Linked DNA regions of Arachis hypogaea: region 1 is linked to region 2. A link is a contact called in public Hi-C data. All regions are on one chromosome and are shown on one strand. Each heading gives the region's core, a stretch centred on a gene start, on an enhancer-like site or on the middle of the called end of the contact. The rest is flanking DNA. Distances are from core to core; before and after follow the strand shown.

Region 1 (6,298 bases), core at 67-2,566, 510 kb before region 2:
CCACTTTGGTCTCAAGCTTTTCAGCCAAGTAGTCAGGACTAGAAGCACAACTCCCTGTGTGTGTCATAGTGAAGTAGTCTCTCATATTAAAAATTTATCCATCACAGTAGTAATAAATTAATAGTAATATCTCAAATCGATTTTAAAAAAATATTTAGTTGGATAATTTAATCTTTATAAAATTTTGATAATCGAATCAATTTTTAAATTATTTTGTCAGAGATCAATTTTCAAATCAAATTTTGATAAAAAGTTAGATAAATCAGTTTCTATTGTTATTTAATAAAGACAAATTTTTAAAAATTGTAAAAATTTTCGGATCAATTATTTTATATAGACAGATAATCTCATGTGAGGACTAATTTATCTAACAAAATTAAAATTTGTGTGAATTAAATTAGTAATTAAAATTCGTTGAGAACTAAAATATCGGACTAATAATTTTATAACAAATGATTTGGGGTATTAGTGTATTAATTATGAATTAAAACTTACTATGGTATATATGAGGAGTGAAAGAGTGACCGTCCAAAAGCGCCCCATGTAATGAGAATCAGCTATGTAGGCACCAAGAATTGGGGTTATCCATGCTACTCCTGACCAGTTATTCACATCGCTTATTGAAGATACCAAGTCTTTGTGGAGTTGGCTTGTCATATAATTCACCAAATTAGCAGCTACTCCAAAGTAGGCAAATCTTTCCAATGCTTGGTATGCTACCATTAATACATACATACATACTCTCGTCATATATTAATTCGAGTCATCATAGTAATTCTGTATTCTATATAACCCTAAAGTTTTATATATATAAACCTATATGTGAAAGCAAGCAACTAACTTCTAACTATCTAATATCAATATCATCATGAGTTGCTAATTTTTTAATCATAACTTAAAAATATCTGAGAGAAAATTATATACCAAGAATATATCTGCAAGCTTTCCATTGCCCAGTTGTAGAAGAGAGCACTCGTTTTCCTCTAAGATCAACCGTGCCATCCTGAGTGTAACTATTTTTGTCCTCCATGTCACAGAAAATTTTGTTGTGATGGAAGCAATAATTAAGATTCATTGATGGAAGAAGGAAGATGAATCTATCAATCTATCTATACATTTATTTATGTGGTATATATCATTCTTTGGTTGAAGAAATAGGCAAATTTCATGATTATTTTATTCTTTGAATGGATTCTATGCGCCCTTTCATGTGTAATGAAGCAATATGATTTGGTCCTTACGAGTTATTGAAAAGAAAATTATGAAATACGAAAACGAATTGAAAGATCAGAAGAGGATGGCCTATAATTCGCTATATGCAATTTGTGCGATTCTCTATTATATATAATATAATGTTAGTGTATGCTAAATTAGGTATTAGTATAAAATATATATTAAGATATAAAATATATATTAAAAATGAGTTAAATAATATATATATTTATATAGATTGATTTTGATAATTGATTTTAATGAATAAATAATATTTTTATAATGTAATTGCTATATCTTTTCCATGACATTTGAACTTTGACCCTTCTATAAAGTCTAAAAAATGTAATAAAGAAATTATTGTTGGATCAATAACTCAATAACTTGTTTGGAATTAACAACTTTTTATTCTAGGTAAGACTTGCTAAATGATCCAATAATACTTAACACCTTAAATACTTTGAATGCTATTTTTTCTTATTTGGGTATATAATTAATAAGGTATTGAATATTCAAAATCGTTCTGTTTTGCAATTGATTTGCTATTTTGTAATAAAGAGTTTAAAATATCAGTTTCTTCTTTCTTTCTTTTTTTTTTTTAAATCAATACAAGTCTTATTAATTATATACGTGTCAAGTGTCAACTACTCTTCTGCATGTGTAAGAATTTTATATCGGATTTGTTTTAATAAATAAAATAAATATAATATTTAGAGTTAAGTACGATTTTGGTTTTTAAGATATAAGTCGAAAATTTTTTTTATCCCTAACCTTTTTTTCATACAAAATCATCCATAAAATTTAACTTAGTTTTAAAATCGTCTTTTATACCTAAATTTTAAATTTTATTACCAAATTATCCATAGCTAAATAAATTATAAAATAAAAAAATAAAAAGAGAAAAAAAACGGACAAGAGGGAGAATGGTGGGGGGAGGGAAGGAGAAGGAGGGGGATGGGGGAGGGAATCGACGTCATTCTTCTTTTCCTTTTCCCACCACAGCTCCAATGCTCCACCCCACATCTCCTTGCCCTCCTCCCTCTTCTCCCCTTTGCGCTAGCTCCGTCGTGGTGAGCTCTCTGTCCCCTTCTCCGCGAACCAAAATCCCCCGATCCTTAGCGCCGCCGTCGACACCTAGGCCATCGCGACATCTCCCTCCTTCGTCCCTTCCCAATCTAATCGTTCACCCTTGCTCGCCCTCAATTATTCTCTCAATAAACAGAGATCACCGAAGCTGACCTCTTTTCTCCAACAAGCTACCCGCGACATCACCATCTTCATCAGCTTCTCTCTCGCTGAACTAGAAACTGGACAGCCCCTGTTCTCCCTCCACCAGCAATGGCCAACACTGCCACTACAACTCCACTTATTCTTCTTCTGTTTCTTTTATTAATTACATTGTTAGATTTGTTGATTTGTTGATTTTTTTAATCACATTATTGTTGTTGACTCTGATTCTATTCTGATTGATTCTATTGTTCTTCTACTTCTATTTCTTCCTGATTCCATTCTTTTGTTTCTGGTTGGAATTCCTGATTCCATTCTTTTGTTTCTGTTTCTTCTTGTATTTTGCTGGTTGAAATTCTGTTTTTAATTTTTTAATATTTGTTAGTTGAAATTTTGTTGCTGTTGTTGAAATTCTGTTGCTGCCTTTGAAATTTTAGTTAAAATTTTGTTAAAATTTTAGTTGAAGAAGAAAAAGAAAAACAGATGTTGCTGTGATGGAAAAGAAGAAAAAGAAGAATAGAAATAGAGTATTTTGATGAAGAAGAAAAATGGTATTTTGGTTCCGAACGACGATTTTAAGACCAAGTTAAACCTTAAGGACGATTTTGTATACCAAAAAAGGTTGGGAAAGAAAAAAAATTTTCGGCCTATATCTTAGGGACCAAAATCGTACTTAACCCTAACATTTACGTATATAGTCACATTCCAAGAAAATTAAGCTTTTTTAATCTAAATTACTTATTTTGTTTGCAGTGAGAACGATATAATTATGAACATATTTCATTCTAACTACAAATGAGATATACTGAAAAATTTTAAGAGATATATTGTGTGAAAATAAGATAAATAACAAAGTTCAAAATACACGTATTTTATTGGTACTGAAACAAGATAAATATATAATTATCTCATCGTCATTGCATATAAAATATATGTCTAACTATTTTGTGATATATGCTCACATGACAAAATTGTATGTCTATATAAGTGACTCATTAAAGCTTGAATCAATACAAATCTTGAATCTTAGTTATTTTCATCTGATATTACTTTAACATGTATGGTGGTTAGTAGGAAAAGTTTAGAGGGCTATCAACTTTATTAAATTCTGGCCAGCATATAATCAACAAAAGAAAAATGAGTAATCCCACACTATTGGATGAAATCTCACACCATTAAAAACATTATCGATGGCTACTTGATGGCTACAAATCACAAAAGTTACTGCCCCCTAGCACTCCTTGTGGTTAGTATATTGTTGTAAGCGTTTATCCCAAGACATCTATGAAAGATACTGACGAAGGGATTTTATACAAATACCCCGAGTTGGTGTTGCATTGGACTCTTTGTGTTAATACATTTGAGGTGTTGAAGAACCTAATATTGACAAAGATGGGATACCTCAGTCTGAACGAGATTAGGAGAATTGGGTACAAATTCTTTATAGTAGTGTCCAACTGAGAATTCAGATTTAATATTTTTTAGATTGAAGGCGATGATCATGTGTATGTGATGTTTGAGGTTCATAGGAGAATCTTAGTCCACTAAGTCATGAAGTTGTATGTTGAAGTTAACGAGATTGATGGCGATGGAACAAGTCTGTCTATTTCCACAACATAGGATCCACTAATAGCAACATCTCTTTTGCATTACACTACACCTCGGGCTGGCAATACGGGCTAAAGTTCACTGGGGTGATCTGCTGAACTAGCAAAAAAATTTAAAGATGTGCCGGCTAAAATATTAAAACCCCCACATTCAAAAACCTGCCTAACCTGCACCGCAGGCTTAGGTAGGAAGGGACAGATTTGCTTGATGGGATTGCTCTTTATGCACACACGCGCGCGTACGTGCGCACGCACGCATGCACGCGCGCACACACACTGCCGACCCCCGGCGCCCTCGGCCCTCTCCTCGCACCCCTTTGTCATACCTTTCCCTTCATTATGCGACGTTCCTAGCTTCTAAGCCTCAACACTTGCTGCTTTGCCGCTGGCACTAGCCATTTTTCACTGTCATCTGCTTCATGCCTTTGCCAACATCTCTTCCTCAAACAATTAGTCTTTGTTCTTGCTAGTTCTGGACGTCGTCACTCCTGGCCAACGCCACTGCTCTTAGTTGTCAATGTTGCTTCCTTGCCGTCGTTGCTAGATACGTGTATATTCTCTTTGTATAATCAATGGATCTATGGTTTCTAGGTTGAACGGAGACGACCACTACAAGAAAATAAGCTTTCTGCCACGCTTTTAAAGCGTGCCGAAAAGTGCTTAAAAGCATACCGATAGCTTTTCGCCACGCTTTTTGAGCTATCGGTATGCTTTTGAAAGGGTCACATCTGCGAATGTGCCGGTTGCTCTATCGCCACGCTTTTGGTGACCTATCGCCACGCTTTATTTTTTGCTACGCTTTTAAAGATCGCTACGCTTTAAAAGCGTGGCCATATGTGCTAGATATGGCTACACTTTTAAAGCGTGCCAATAGCATGATATGGGTATGCTTTAAAAGCGTGCCAATAGGAGACAAATGGCTACGCTTTTAAAGCGTGCCAATAGCAAGACATATGGCTACGCTTTTAAAGCGTTCCAATAACGAGATCTAGCCACGTTTTTAAAGCGTGGCTATAGCTAAATCAAATTTAAAAAAAAATGGTAAAAGCCTACATGTGAACACTCAAATTTATGTTCCTACATTCAATATTGGGTAAAAGCCTACAACAATGTCATCTGTATACATGCAACGGTTGCGTACATGAAATTTACAAACATTAACAAAAATGAATCTCTAAGAAGAGAATTAAGAATTATACAAGACACAGATTTTACAAATTGACTCTAATGGCTTCATTTTCTTTGGATATTTCCTTCGCTCCTCGGTTCTATCACCTAGTTGACCAAAGTCATTAGCGCCTGGAAAATATCATAAGCAGAGTGTTAGACTCTTCTATCATTTTTTTTTATCTTTGAAGAACACTAAGATTTATCAAATATCAAATGTAATTAACTTTAATTTTTTATTTTAAACTTTGAATAATAAAAAAACAAAACCGATATAAAAAAATAGTGCATCCTCAGGTGAAAAAATAAGAGAAGATGAACTGACGAAGAACATATTTTTTTTAAGGGGTGCTTATGGGTACGGGTAACTCGATTATCCATCCAAAATTAATCCGATCTAATTATATTGGTTCTGGATTAGATAGATAATTAGGTTCAATCAGGTCAGACCCAATCAAATTCGATCTTAATTGGTTCGGATATCGGTTATGAGATTGTGGAACCCGAACCAACCCGATTGCCCAATTAGTTTAATATTAATTAAAAATAAATAAAATCTAATAATTGATACAGAAAAATTGCAAACAATAATTCCACCGACAAGTATACCGAGTTGTATCAAGTAATAAAACTCACAAGAGTGAGGTCGATCCCACGAGGATTAAAGGATTAAGCAATCAATAGTTAGTTGATTATTCTAGTTAGACAGTTCATATTGTTGTGATGAGCAAATAGGAAAAGTAAATGACATGAATTAAAAGAAAGCAATAAATGACTAAAAAGTAAACGACATAAATGTAAAGTGCAAGAAATTAAAGTGATGGAAAGTAAATTGCAAGGAATAGAAAGTACAAGAAAGTAAAGTGCAAGAAAGTAAATGATGGAAAGGTAAAATACTAGAAGTAAAAATAAAAGAAAAGCATTGGGATCAAGAGATATTGCATTCTCAGGATCAACAATTCTCATCTCCTCTTTAATCATGCAATCATTGATCTCTTGGCAAATCATAAGTAATCAAACCCCAATCTCTTGGTGATTTGATTTCTCTTAACTTGATCAAGCGCCAATTTCTTGATCTAATTGGT
Region 2 (6,674 bases), core at 331-2,830:
ACTTATTAGATACTTTAAGTCATAGTAAAATATTTTTGAACTATTTTTTATCTTTTGAAAAAGTACTACTAAGTTTTTTATAAAAAGTTTGGGGGGGCCATGGCCCCCTTGTCTGAACTAAGCTCTGCCACTGCGCAGAAACAGAGCGGTAGAACGCAAGTTGCTGCGCACACGGCAGAGCGGCGAAGAAAGGGGTTTTTCTGCGGAATAAACAATGGGGTTTTTTGGAGGGTAGGTAATGGTGGGTGATGAGGGTTAATGTGAAAAAATTGAAATAAATTGGGGGTAGAAATCACAAAAAGCAACTAAAAATTAGGAATAATAATGTTTAATTTACATTATTAATATATATTAGACTAAATAAACAGTCCATTGTACATATTGTATACATACTTCATTGTCGGAAATGGATCCTCTCCATTTTTTTTGTCACTGGAGAGAATACAGTGTAATCTCCCATCTTCAATTCTTCAAGTGGGACCAAAAATAAATGAGAGAGAGAATGGAATGAAAGGTGAGATCTTTCACTGTCCAGTTTTTTTTTTCACTGGAGAGGATCCACTCCCCTTCGTTGTCTCCTTAGTGGGACTCATTTAATTGTTTTTGTAACAATAATAATCCTATATATAGATAATGAAAAGACTAAGGAATGATCACTGGACTTTGCACTCATTGAAATGAAAAGTTTACACGTTTATATAATTGTGCTACATATGTAGGATCATTTCTTTAATTTCTCATTCAAGAATTAGTGGCATTGAAAGAGATATGGTTTTCAATGTTTTATAATTAATAAGCCGGAGAAAACAGGGCAGTGGTGGCACCAAATAAGACTAAAGCTTTATTGCATTGGCAGTTTGGCACACAACACAAAACAAGTAAACATCAAGAGTGGGATTAGGTGCACTATAATGCAAAGAAACCTTTTGAGTCCCGCTCCTATATTGAATACCTTATCTATCTACTAATAATGTGAAAGTGACAGAGTGAGATTAAGAAATCCTTACAAAAATATAAACGTTAAAAACCTTGATTTAAGCTCTATCACTTCAACAAATGGATTTAATCGAATGGGATCATAATAATAATTAGAGTGCACACGCTAAGGTAGAGTTGATACTTGATAGATTCTTGTTCAATTCAGCTGTCACCCACAAGCAGTCAATGGCATGTCATTCATGTGGGTCAAGGGAAGCCTTATTCTCTGCCATAGATTGTTGTATTTTGTGAATTACATTCATGAATTCTTATCCAAAATTTATGAGCGGCATATCAGTATTTATTATCAAAAGACCCAACGTTATTTAAAATTTCACTTAATAAATAAAGGGAAAATAATTCATAGAAATACCTATTTGAAATTTCGAAACAGATCTCGCATTTTAATATTATAACTCTATTTTTGATATTTGAATTAGGTTGTGTCCAAAAACCACTTTTAGGTGTGTAAATGTGAAATGACATAGGATGCCTGGAGGGTGAGTAACTTCAAACAATAGAGACTGTATATGGAGATTCAATTTGTTGTACAAGTAGTACCTTATACATTATATAAATGATATGATTCATCAAGAGTACTAGAGTAGATCGAGTAGTCTGTATACAACATGTGGCTAGCTAGTGCCATATAATTGACCCATGAGGGAAAGTCAACTAGACAATCTTTGTTGCAAGTGAGTAAGTATTACAATTATTTGGATCTGATCCAACAAATTGACTGCACATTCAACCCGAAACAGAAGACATCCCTTTTTTTTATGTTCATACATACGTTTGTTACTGACTAGAGAATTCATACATTTAGTCACCTTTTTCTTTACATTTTTCTTTTTTTGGTAAACGAAAGGATTTTTTTTTTATTTTCGGATGAAAATATCTCTTGCTTCATTAAACAAAGATCATGATACGAAGAGAAAATAAGTGCAACTATACGACAATAATGCATGTCAAATTCCAGATAATAACAAACCAAGCATACCTCTAATTAACCGTAGAATATTATCTGTAGCCCCCTGATCCGCTGCAACCAAATTCAGGTTTAGAATTTTCAATTTTTCACTTTCATACTACTCAAGCATCTACCATTGCCCATTACTTCCTATTATTTAACTACAACCCAACCAAAGTTGCTAATTACATATATACCCAACGGATGTGGCAGTCTAGAAATCCATAGATGCCCCATCCCTTCTTTTTTCTTCGACAGGCTTTTTTTTTTGTTTTTGGTCATGAACAGGCTTTTTAATATATACCCAGAAATAGTAAGCATGACCCAACCCATAAAACAAACCAAGCTTGGTGTCATTGCTAGTTAGTTTGCTACAGCATCAGCCACCTCATATATTGGAGGGTATTTCAGTAAATAAAGCTTCATCAATTATATGACATATATATAATCTCGCTTAGAAACAAAAACCAACTAGAAGAAGAAGATGATGGAAACACTTCCTTCAGTACCAGGATCTCCTTTGTTGAACACACAAGTACTTAGGAGGTACAAATCGCCATGCACTTTTGTGGTTCCTAACTACTCTCTTAGATTCACTCGGATATGCTGCAAGAAGCTATCAGAAAATGGCATTGATGAGAAGCACAAACCCTCCACCAGCAATACCACTGCCTCTAAATCCAAGGACAGAATGGAAGATTACAATATTGCTATGAAGAGAATGATGAGGAATCCTTATGAGTATCACCACGATCTGGGTTAGTTTCCTCTTTTTTTCCCTATTTGTTAGTTATGAATGCCAACTGTTTGATATAATGATGGGTTTCCTTTGTTAATTACTTGCATTTTGTATAAGGTGCTAGAAGGAACAGTTACTGCTGTATTAATTTGTGTCTATTATATAAAATGCATAGCATCAGTAATATGATTGCTGCTGCTGATGCAATCTGTGATTGAATTATTTCAGGTATGAATTACACACTTATAACTGACAATCTCATTGTGGGATCCCAACCACAGAAACCGGAAGACATCGATCACCTCAAGAAGGAAGAGGGTGTGACATACATTCTGAACTTGCAGCAGGATAAGGATGTAGAATATTGGGGAATAGACTTGAAGTCGATAACAAGGAGGTGTCATGAACTCGATGTTCGACATATGAGGAGGCCGGTAAGTAAGAAAGCTACAAGCCTGCATTTCAGTCAATTTTGTTGAGAAAACAATACCCGCTCTGAATTTTATGAAAGTATATACAACAATACCAACTTATCTTGCTTAATGGCATTGTCATGAGATAGAGATTTTAATTTTTCCTAACTGGTTAATACAATGTATGGCTAACTCAAGGATCCCTATACTTTTGGTGCAATTGACATGGCGCTTTAAATGTGTTAGAAAACCTTTTTCTGAAAGAGTTGTGAGTTTGTTAAATGCTTTGCTTGCTTTTTTGAGATTGGATTATAATTCACAGCTTGATATATTTTATAAATCTATTTTATTAGGCAATTGACTTTGATCCAAACTCCTTGCGAAATGTTCTACCTAAAGCAGTCTCATCATTGGAATGGGCAATCTCAGAGGGAAAAGGAAGAGTTTATGTGCATTGTACTGCTGGACTTGGGAGAGCACCAGGGGTGGCAATAGCTTATCTGTTCTGGTTCTATGACATGAATGTGAGTTCTAAACTTCCACCTATCTTTGATTCAAGAAATGATTATCAAATTTGATATTTTTAAGTGTAATGTTATGGTTGCACTAATTTTCTTGCTAGATATGAGGTTTAGCTCATGTTATGGAAAAACGGTATTTTTAATCTGTATGACAGATTAGTTCACAGTTTCTTAAGAAATCTTAGTTATCAAGAAAAGAATGTGTTATCTTTCTTGTGACAGCTAAATACCGCATATGAGTTGTTAACTTCAAAGAGACCATGTGGACCTAATAAAAGAGCAATACGAGGAGCTACCAATGATTTGGCCAAGAATGATCCATGGAAGGAGCCATTTGAGTCTCTTCCAGATCATGCATTTGAAGATATAGCAGACTGGGAGAGGAAATTGATTCAAGATCGCGTTCGCTCCCTTCGTGGAACTTGAAAACTTAAGTGTTCCTGTTATGAAAATTGGTTCCATGTGTTTGCATTCTGGATCAAAACATCACCTATTGGATTCATGTGCCAACTGTTATGAACTCATGTAAAAAACATATGATGTATGATCTAACGATGCAATGCTATATTTGTGATAGCTCAGTGTATATGATGCAGCCTGGAGTAGTATATCTAGGTTATAGCTTGTGCATATTAAAACTAGCTGCATTCTGCTATTAAGTTAATAACAAGTAGTTCAGGTCAGTTATGATAGAAGTTAGCACTGATTCTAGCTAGCTAGTTTCAGTGTATAGACTCAGACAAGATGAATAAAGATTTCAGATTCGCTCACTAGCACTTAGATTTGCTCTCTATTTTCTTTCTGTGTCATGATTGAGAGGTTTCTATTTAACAAGATTCATGCATATCCTGGAAACTTGCAGGGTTGGTTCAAGATGCAATCACGTCATGATGATGCTCGAAACTGGGAATACATCCAACTTCCAAGCACATTCATAGGCATATATAACTTGTATAGTATGGAATGAAAAATAAATCAATTTTGTAAATAATGTATTAGACTTCATCATAATATATGAGAATCCAGAATGGTTTGTTGATCTAATAGCCAATCCTGTCAGCAACTCTATTTGGAAAGTGCACAGACCGTGGAAATTTCCAGAGGCCGTGCAACCTCAAGCAGCTTTCAGAACAAACTTAAACCAAAACCCAACCCTTGCACACAATAAAATAACATCAAACTACACAAAATTCATACCACAATATCTACTAATGACTTGCCAACACTATTACTCTCAATTGAGTTCCATAAAAAAAATGAAAACAATTTATATAGTATGAAATTTGAAAACTTGGTCTATTTCCAACAATACCGCCTTAAGAAGAAGAAAGAAGAGGATAAGGAGAGGAAAATGAAAAACTTTGTTGTAGATTCACGACACCAAAAATTGAGAATTAAGTACGGTGAGGAGTGAGTATTATAATTTTTAGAGAAGAGAATGACATCTATCTTTCTTCAATTTTTTTCAAGGCACAAAATCGATTCTCCCCCCCCTCCTTCCCCCAAGCGTACGTTGTACATGGTCTTCTCTCTACATATTGTGTTTCTGTACATTGTAGTTGACGATTGTAAAAGACCTAACTCATCAGTTTATATTTACGGAAAATACAAGAGACTCAGTAGAATTTATTGTTTTTTTATCAGTAATTAGTCAACAATATTTAAAAGTGATATGTATTTTAAATGTTCGTAATATGAAAAGTTCAAATATTATTTAAAAGTTATTAGTTTATGTTTGTAGAATGTTTATTTTAGTTTGATGTATTTTAATTTTGTTTATTTAGTTAATAAGTTAGATTTTATGTTTATGGACTTAGGATTTTGTTTATTTTAACCTAATAAGAGATTATAAATACCTCCTAAATTATTGTAGTTGTCATTTAGTGATTAAAGATGTAAAAAACTCTCATTTTAGATTTCGTGATGAGACCATAATGTAAACAAATGAGATAAATAAGAAAAAAGATTCAAACTAAATAAAAATATTCACTGAAATTGAAAGGATATATTGAAATTTAAAGAAGTTTTAGAATTGTGAATTTTGAACGAGAGGGAGAAGAACACCAAAGAAAGAAAGAGAAGTAAGAGAAGAGAAAAATAGAGGGTAGAAGCTAAAAATTGAAAGAATAAATAATGAATACACCAACTCACTAAAGTTACAGTAGTTTATATATATACACAAGACAAAGATATATATAACTGCCCTACACCAAGATTCACTCAAAACAGAATATACCACCAAATAAAACTAAACTAACTACTTCTCTACTATTTTACTAATTCTTTTATGAATAAAAATTTAGAATCTTTATCTTTTCTCTCCTTTCCACCCCTTAAACTCGAGTATGGTCGAAGAGCAACTCGCAGTTTGATCCTCAATCTCTCAAAGGAAGTATCAGATAAAGGCTTGGTAAGGATATCTGCAATTTGCTCAGCACTTGGAATGTGCACAATATGTAGAGAGTTGTTCCTCAACTTATCTCTAATGAGCTGAACTTCAAGTTGAAAATGTTTCGTCTTATCATGAAGGATTGGGTTATGCATAAGGAGGACTGTGCTCAGGTTATCACAGTGAATCGTAGGAGGAGTCGGTAGAGGGACATCTAGTTCATGAAGAAGATTTCGCAGCCAGACCAATTCAGCTTCACAAGACGTCAAGCTCCTGAATTCTACCTCTGTAGAACTCCTGCTTATAGTAGACTGCTTCCTACACGACCAAGACACTAAATTAGTCCCAAAATAGACACAAAACTCAGATATTGACCTTCTATCTTCAATGTCAGCAGCCCAGTCTGAGTCTGAAAATGCATAAAGCCTTGTGTTAGTGCATCTATGAAAGGCCAAGCCAAGTTCCTTCATTTCTTGCAAGTATCTGAGGATCCTCCTTGCAGCTTTCCAGTGAGGAAGAAGAGGAGCATGCATGAATTGAATGATTTTTTAACTGCAAAGGAGAGATTTGGTCGAGTGATGGTAAGATATTGCAAGGCATCAATCATAGTTCTAAACAATTTTGGATCTTCAAAAGCTTCAGCACATAAAGACAAAAACTGCAA

Evidence for each region. A called contact is a pair of places that touch in the nucleus more often than the background predicts.
Region 1: a contact with region 2 is called in a Hi-C map of an unstated tissue, with 4 times the contacts expected there. The contact joins the promoter of LOC112782235 here to the promoter of LOC112784673 in region 2. A contact is called at or near these places in 2 of 8 Hi-C or Micro-C datasets (leaf and an unstated tissue).

What each region holds. Positions count from the first base shown.
Region 1 is chr20:105,690,728-105,697,025 of arahy.Tifrunner.gnm2.J5K5, reverse strand. LOC112782235 (protein NRT1/ PTR FAMILY 5.1-like) reads right to left here and starts at 1,316. Exons shown (of 4, transcript XM_025824583.3): 1 at 925-1,316; 2 at 496-716; 3 at 1-54. The coding sequence starts at 1,075.
Region 2 is chr20:105,185,567-105,192,240 of arahy.Tifrunner.gnm2.J5K5, reverse strand. LOC112784673 (phosphoglucan phosphatase LSF2, chloroplastic) reads left to right here and starts at 1,580. Exons shown (of 4, transcript XM_025827964.2): 1 at 1,580-2,706; 2 at 2,916-3,121; 3 at 3,454-3,624; 4 at 4,484-4,665. The coding sequence starts at 2,433. The coding sequence ends at 4,588.